Regions from separate parts of the Triticum aestivum genome. Here region 1 is linked to region 2. A link is a contact called in public Hi-C data. All regions are on one chromosome and are shown on one strand. The core of a region is the stretch at or near the end of the contact, and the rest is flanking DNA. Distances in the headings are between cores, read along the strand shown. Region 1 holds the start of LOC123069045 (protein FAR1-RELATED SEQUENCE 3). Region 2 has its middle 11 kb from the start of LOC123065049.

Region 1 (4,082 bases), core at 382-2,881, 58 kb after region 2:
CCGGGGACTAAATTATTACATCCAGTGCAAGTTGGGGTATGGTCAGTGGCAAAGCCACGTTGAGAGCACTGTGGTCAATTGACCACACAGATTTTTGGCAAATCCTTTGTACACAAGTAGAAATCATGTAATTTTTTTTATAAAATTAATGAAAATACATATATTTGACACCACAGATTTGAAATGACATCACTGACTTCTGATCCTGGCACCGCCACTGGGTGGTGGAGTTATTTTGCAAATTTGAGATTAAAACATCACATTCTATGCAAGTTGGGATACCTGGGATGCTTTTACCTCGATTATTTCTGGCTTTCTTCTGCCGGAGGAGGAGCGTTTGCGTGCAAGTCTCTATGCGCAACAGTCGACAGGAGATGGGACGTGGAGGTGGGCAGAGAGAGTCGTTGGGTTGGGGTGGGTTTGTTCAAACTCGACACGTGAGGGGCACGTGGGGGCCGGGCGTGTGAGGCTGGTTGGTGGGGCCGGGCCGACGGCAGGGCGCCGTTTCTTCGTCCGACCTTGGGGCGGGGCGACTGCGTACTGTGCACAGCTGGCATACCCGTAGTACTGAGTACGGTATAGTAAGTATACGTAGTACGAGATTGCATATGTATTATTTCTCCCTAAAAACTTAAAAGTGCACGCGCATTATTTAGATGAAACGAGCGGCCGGTTCTTGGCCGCAGGATCACGCCACATCGCCCCGCCGTGCGTCACGTGCCACCTTGTCGGAGCCATCATATCCTCGTTGTCTCCTCCACTCCCCGGCCCCACCCGTTGCGATTTCGCCTCTCCGCCGCCGCTCCCACCCCTGCGTCGTCCTCCTGCTGCTCGTCCTCCCCACCCCAATCCAGGCGGCGATGTGGGGTCCGCCTCGGCCTCCCGGGATCGGCCGCCGACCCACGACCGCTGCGTGGACACGGCCCCGGCGCTAACCGTCCGCCCCGTCTCCCACAAGGCCGTCACCAAGCGCGCCTTACCTGACGCCTCCCTCGCCGCGGTTGTTTCGCTGCCGCAGCTGTCGCCACAGTTGAAGGAGAGCACGGACCTCACCCGCATGCCCCGCTTCCTGCGATCCGCGAGAGTCCGCGTCTTTCCCGAAGCGCGCGTCGCGCGAAGGCCGCCTCATCCAGAATCAACACGCTTATGCGATCCTCTCGTCCAGCAGCGCACGACATGGATGGATTTTGTTTACTGTGGCATGTGGGCTTCACCGCTTCAGTTCTGAAGAAACTGTGTGCCGCTGTGCTGGCAGGCGTCAGCAGTGGCATCTAGCAACGACAGCAGGTAGCGGCGGCATCCAGCAACGGAAGCAGCAGCAAGACATGGTTCAGTTGAGTTTCAATTTCAGCGGCGGCAGCAGCAGGTCATGGCTCATTTTACTATAGAAAAGCAAACATAAGCTAGCAACGGCAGCAGGAGCAGGCCATGGTTCAGTTTACTATAGAAAAGCAAATACTACTATAAGCTAGCAACGACAGAAGGAGAAGGGCGTTTTGGCGGACGAGCTGCATGGAGCCCGCTATCTCCGTCGCTAGTTCTGGCGTCGTGATGCGTAGTCTCTACCCTTTTTACTATATACGACTTCTATTTTGGTAGATATACAGCAGTGCCGCCTGCTCCTGTTCAGGATTTCTACGTGGGCCTACGATTTCGCAGCTACCTCGCGAGAACAGCTGTTCCGTCTGGGCGGCTTTGAATTTGGCCCACTACACGGGCTGTCGCAGGTGTTTGGTATGGTAAATAAATGTATCTACTGGTCCCGTTCAATGACAGCGACTCTCATTAAGCAGTGCGTGGTCGTGTTTGGGTAGTCGACCAAGAAGCAGAACATACATACCGCACCTGGGTGATTGGCGATTCTCGCCATGGATGGCATGGAGTTCTTCTTCGAGGAATCTGGAGCAGGGTAATCTTCTGAAAACATTCCTATTTCTCCTGTTGCAGGGCTGGAGGAAGTCGATCTGGATTCAAGTTTCCTCCCATCTTGTTCTTCTAAACTCAGATCTGGGTGGTTCTCGTTTCTCTGTGCAGGCTTGTACCGCGTTTCGATGCCGGAGTTGTCTTAAGAGATCTAGTTGCCGGCGCACAATTGGCTGAGGGCGACACGAGTGGAACTGGCGATGCCTAGGAGGACCTGATTTCTTCTGTGCCGATAAGACCAGCTGGAGGCCGCATGGATTACAAAGGGGGCGAGGATATTGGTGAAACAGTGCGCACTGGGAGGGGTGTGTGCGGCTCGTATGATCTTGGCGGCGAAGGGATGGATGATTCCTGCGAGATAGACGATTCATATATTGCGTCTGATGCCGGGAACGAGGGTGCGGACGAGGAGGGCGTGGGAGTAACCAATACGAATCAATCTTCTTGGACCAGGAGGTGATTTTGTTATTTATCAGCATGAAACTGTTTCGTTTTTTGTTGGTGATTTTTTCCTCAAATATATGCTTCTCAATTTTTGCTGATAGTTTTGTTCCAAATGCTGTCATCCAAACTGAAATTAGTCACCATTATGAGTATTGCAAAAACTTGAAAAAATAACGATATTGTAGTAGCAACATGGGAGGGCAGCGCGGTAGGTACGATCATATTTAGATTTAAAAAAATAGATGTTATGTCATGGCTAATGCATCAGTTCATAAAAATGGATGATTTTGCACACTGGATGGACGCCGCCATCTGCCTTTTTTGTTTGTTTGTTGAAATGAAGATTTTCTGAATCTGTTCCTGATAATTGTATAGCCACATATATATGTTCGATAATTATGTTCCCACGACTATTCATTGATTTTTTATGTATAACACCAAGTGTATTGGAACACCGTATCCATCCCCCTTTTCATGTATTGGGCATTAAAAACCATCATCACCACTTAATTTGTCGTTCCTCATTGAACTTGATTTCTGACTGCTTGATGTGCCATTGCTTGCAGGGTCAGAGTTGGGAAGGCAAAGGATGAGAGGGAGCCGAGCCCTTCAAGGATGCCTCCCCTTGAAGCTTCTGTCCGTGCATATGTCGATAAAAAATCAGGAAATGTTGGCAATCCATCGATTGGGACTAGTTTTGATTCTGTCGAAGAAGGCTACGAGTTTTACAGTATGTATTCCTGGGAGGCCGTCTGAATGTACACCGGAAAAAATGCATGCAGGAGATTGTGTAGGCAGAGAAGTGAGAGTGCAAACCACCTACTGAAAGGGTATGTACCACCAGGGTGCCCCATGCACTTGTTCATCAGGCAGTATGAGAAAAATGCAATTTGACCGTGACTCAGAAGAAAGTTACCAGGAGAAAAGGACAAAACTAGTAAGTTCGAATATGTCTCTGTTTATTTGGGTGATGTTGCATTGTTGTCGTTACAATAAGAAGATGCTTATCGAAACTGATTTCATTTTGATGCGGTTGTCATTTGCAGTGGGTTGTCCTGAAGCAAAATATCCCAAATGAGGTGCATGCAGCGCAGGTTTATACCAGCGCTGTATGAACCTGGGTTGTATGATCTAGTAGAAGTCAAGCCGCATTTGGAGTACATTGCTAGGCACATCAAATTTCAGTCGAGGGAAAAGCGGTGCAAGAATGAGTTTGTGATCTCCGTGAGCGAGTCGGCTGATGAGTTCGGGTGCGAGTGTGGGACATTCGAGCACTATGCAATGGTTTGCAGCCATGCACTTAAGGTAGGTGCCCCAGATCCTCTTCCTTACTTACAATCACTTTCTCTAGATGGGCATGGATGAAAATCACTAGAAAATTGATGTGTTTTTTGACTGCTATGTTCAGGTCATGATACACCTGAATTTGCATGAGCTCCCTGCGAAGCATGTGCTCAGGCGATGGACTAGATATGCAAGAGATATACTACCGCCAGAGTATCTGCGCTACCAGAAGGATCATCGACCGCTGAAGTATTCTTCTCGTCAACGCAACACTTTGTACCTGCTAGCGCTTGATGCCGTTAAGTTAGGCGACAGCAATGTGGAAGCATGTGCATTTGCTATGGAGAAAATGCGAGATGTCAAAGTGCAGGTCGAGCCAGTTGCCGCCATGAGGGATGGGCTTGGTTTGTCTGATATAGAGTTGGCTACAG
Region 2 (4,071 bases), core at 640-3,139:
CAACGATTGCATACAGCTTGGCAGCAAAAAGCACTTACCAAATTGATGGGTTTGAACTATCAGATAGTATACAGGAAGGGATCAGATAATCGAGCTGCAGATGCTTTATCTCGCAGACCTCACCCAGCAGCAGACTGTTACATGACATCGTCAGTTCAGCCTGCTTGGATACAAGAGATCATACAGAGCTATTCAGCTGACATGGCTGCTCAGGCCATTCTGCAGAAATTAACTATTGATCCTGATGCTGATCCAAAGTTTACATTACATGATGGGCTATTGAGATATAAGAAGAGGATCTGGATTGGTGCAGATGATCAGTTGCAACGCAAAATCATTAGTAACTTGCATGCTAGTTCAGCTGGTGGCCACTCTGGTTTTCCAGTAACATTCAGAAGAATTTCTCAACTATTTTACTGGAAGAATATGAAAACCATGATCAAATCTGTTTTGCAACAGTGTGAAACTTGCCAGCTAGCTAAACCTGAGCGGGTACCATACCCATGATTATTGCAGCCACTACCAATACCCTCCAAACCATGGGAAATGATGATGATGGATTTCATTGAAGGGTTGCCTCCATCTCGACAGTTTAACTGTATCTTGGTGGTCATCGACAAATTGTCCAAGTACGGTCACTTTATTGCTCTGAAGCACCCTTACACTGCCAGTACAGTAGCAGAAGCTTTCTTGGATCGTGTGTACCATCTTCATGGATTACCAGTGTCCTTGGTGTTAGATCGTGATCCAATTTTCACTAGCTCTTTTTGGAAAGAATTCTGCAACAGAATGGGCATCAAGCTCCGAATGAGTTCAGGCCAGCATCCCCAGACAGATGGGCAAACAGAACGCGTCAATCAACAAGTCGAGGGATATCTTCGTTGTTTTATCAGCGCTCATCCCCATCGTTGGTCGCAATGGCTTCCGCTTTGCGAGCTGTGGTACAATTCCAATTGGCATTCGTCCACAGGTCATTCCCCGTTTGAGGTGGTCTATGGGCATGCACCTCGTTACTTTGGTATTGCTCCTGCCGATGCGATTGCCAGTTCTGATGTTCATCAGTGGTTAGAGGACCGTCATGTGATCATGGAGTCAGTTAAACAGCAGTTGCTGCGAGCCCAGCAACGCATGAAAGTACAAGCTGACAAACATCGCACTGAAAGATCATTTGAAGTGGGTGACTCTGTTTTTCTCAAGATGCAACCTTACATTCAATCTTCTATCACTCCGCGGGCAAATCATAAGTTGGCTTTCAAATACTTCGGCCCTTTTCCAATTACAGAAAAGGTCCCAGCCAGAGTCCTTGATCGCCGCCTGGTTCAGCGAGGAAACAAGTCGATCGCTCAAGTGTTGATCAAGTGGAGCAATTCGCCTGAATCCATGGCAACCTGGGAAGACCAGGAAACACTGAAGCAAAATTTTCCTCGGGCTCCGGCTTGGGGGCAAGCCGCTTCGGTTCCAGGAGGGATTGTCAGCGACTCTGCTATCGCTGCATCGACAAGGCGTGATCAGCTACAGGGCGATCCGGCAAGCAACGACAAGGCCAGGCCCGGGGGGGTCCATAAGCGGCCTGCTCGGTTAGTTGGGCCGGAATGGGTCTAATAGACCTGTGTATAAGTACGCATAAGACACTTGTAACGGATGGGACGGACGGAATGGCTTCGGCCGACTAGATAGGATAGATATGGCTGGTGTGCGTTGTTCCTCTGTTCTTCCTTTTCCAGATTTGAATTGATTCTCTAAGCTATTAGACACCAATCGAAGAGAGAGTTACTCGATGCTTACAGATCTAGATGTACGCGACCAGAACTCGCCACAGAAGCGGCAACCGCCTGTACAGAACGTAGCCAAATCGTAAACAGACGCATACGTGGCATCCTCTCAATAGAACGGCTAAAGACGCGAGGAAAAAGAACGAACCTGTCGGAAGGGTTGAGCGACACAAAGGCACATGCATGCATGAGGAAACAAATTTATAAAAGAAGAAGAAAAAACGCTGTGGAAGAGCTCATAGTCAAATCGCCGAATCAGTTGAGCCCTGCATGCAGTCAATGGGGGGACAGGCCGATCGAACAGGCATGTAGGCCAACAGCAAACTGCCCACGATTCTTTCGGGGGAACTGCTAAATCCACCCGAAGATGTACTATCCCAGATCCCCAGTAAATCACGTGTCATGGCTTGGTTGGTCAAGTTTTTACTGATAAGAAAAAGTCAAAAAAAAAACCTGGTAAACTAAACCTGGCCAGGTTTAGTATATTTAGAATGTAAGGCATGCTCAGTTCTACGGTTGCATCTTTTTTTTTGAAACAACTTCTACGGTTGCATTTTAAGTTTTCTCGGTCTTTTACCTGGAGGTGAACGCTTAGTTGGTGACCCTTCTGAATTTGTATTATATCAGCTTTATCTCTCTTTACTCTAACGCCTCAATTCTCCAAAATTCTTGCGTTCATTTCCTTGCACCATCCAAAGATACATCTTACAAAATTCATGTGCTTTAAAATCATGTTGGAATTCATTGGACGTGGCATCTCAATCCTACGTTTTTTCTATTTCTACGTTCCTAAATTCCTGCAATCCAAAGAACCCCTGAGGGGTTGGGCTAGAGGAGGAAGAAGAGTGCCCAACCGTTCAATTTCTATCCAACCACGAGGGCAAAATCCACTTACGATGTTTTTTTTCAAAGGCCCTACATATAGTCCGTTCCTTGTGTGTACCATGCAAAACTTAGGTCTTTGGATCAACAAAAGTACTCATATGATCCCGAGCTCAAGTGATCCCGAATGAATGGTAAAATCCAAAAAATAGTAAAAAATAAATTTAAAAATATGAATTTTTTTTACCAAAAACAATGATGTGTTTTCTACATGCATGCAAAATTTCATGATGAAATTACTTTTTTTTTGCCAACACCTCCACAAATGTAATTTCATCATGAAACTTTTGCATGCATGTAGAAATAAAACAATGTTTCTAGCCGAAAAAGCAGGTTTTTTTTAATTTTCAAAATATAATTTTTGGATTTTACTATTCATCCTGGATCACTTGAGCTCGGGATCACATACTCCACGTCCTTTGGATCATTCACATTATTTGGGTGTTTGATAATTTGCCGTATATTGTGTCAATGGAGGGTACTCGGGACCCCACCAATCCTTCTCTGGAGAAATTATCAAAGTGGTGGGGAAAAAGTGTGGCAAATAATCAAACTTTCTGGCAAAATTAGACTGTTGGCAACTCGAAGCGAACATGTGACGTGGCTCCCTGTCTCCCGGCGGCGGCAACGCCAATTTGCCTCATCTCCTGTGGCCGTGCGATGGGTCCCGACCCTTGATGACGGAAGGACTTTGTTTTTTGATGTTTTTCTTAGTTTGGTTAGGGTTTGTATCTTACTAAAAAAAATGAGACGGCAAAGGCTCTCTGAAGATAAAATATGGTTCTTTTCGCCTAGCACCCCGTCCCGACGGTGCATTTAGCGTCGACGAAGGGTGTGTCTCCAACGACGGTATCGTCTGATTCAGTCAATGTTGGTCTTCAGTGGATTTGCTTAGATTTGGTTTACGTTCGTCTGCGTTTGTGTGTCTATGAGTTGGATTTTTTGATTTGTGCTTTTGTTCATTATCGTGTTTAGTGCTAGTTCTATGGAGTCTTAGCACAGTGACTCGTCGACTATCTACAACAAGGTTTGTTTGACTTTGATGAAGAAGGGGCCACGATGATGACATGCCTTTTGTTCATTACTCTGAATGTAATGTGTTACTCCCTCCGTTCCTAAATATTTGTCTTTTTAGATATTTCAACAAGTGACTATATACGGAGCAAAATAAGTGAATTTACACTCTAAAATATGTCTATATACATCCTTATGTAGTCAGTTGTTGAAATCTGTAGAAAGACAAATATTTAGGAGCGGAGGGAGTACTTCACAATTTGAGAATTTTCCGCAAGCCGGATCACAAAAGTTTGTTCATTTCCAATTTCGACTCATGTACCAGGCGCATCCGGGCACCGGGAAAGAGGACCGCAAAGTCGATGTGGAGGCTGATCGACGCGCGGAAGCTGTCGGCGGAGGC

What was found. A called contact is a pair of places that touch in the nucleus more often than the background predicts.
Region 1: a Hi-C map of leaf shows a contact between it and region 2, with 2.1 times the contacts expected there. The contact joins the promoter of LOC123069045 here to the enhancer-like site in region 2. A contact is called at or near these places in 2 of 5 Hi-C or Micro-C datasets (leaf and root).

The regions. Positions count from the first base shown.
Region 1 is chr3B:143,373,901-143,377,982 of IWGSC CS RefSeq v2.1, forward strand. It overlaps LOC123069045 (protein FAR1-RELATED SEQUENCE 3), which reads left to right and starts at 1,632. Exons shown (of 5, transcript XM_044491781.1): 1 at 1,632-1,909; 2 at 2,035-2,379; 3 at 2,934-3,304; 4 at 3,414-3,672; 5 at 3,776-4,082. The coding sequence starts at 3,442.
Region 2 is chr3B:143,316,137-143,320,207 of IWGSC CS RefSeq v2.1, forward strand. It overlaps the pseudogene LOC123069044. Among protein-coding and RNA genes, the nearest start is that of LOC123065049, 11 kb to the right of the region's middle. Within about 2 kb of position 1,890, at least 1 of the 8 cell types and tissues checked has an H3K27ac peak or open chromatin away from gene starts, as enhancers often do. A contact at or near this core is called in leaf, where this site is marked.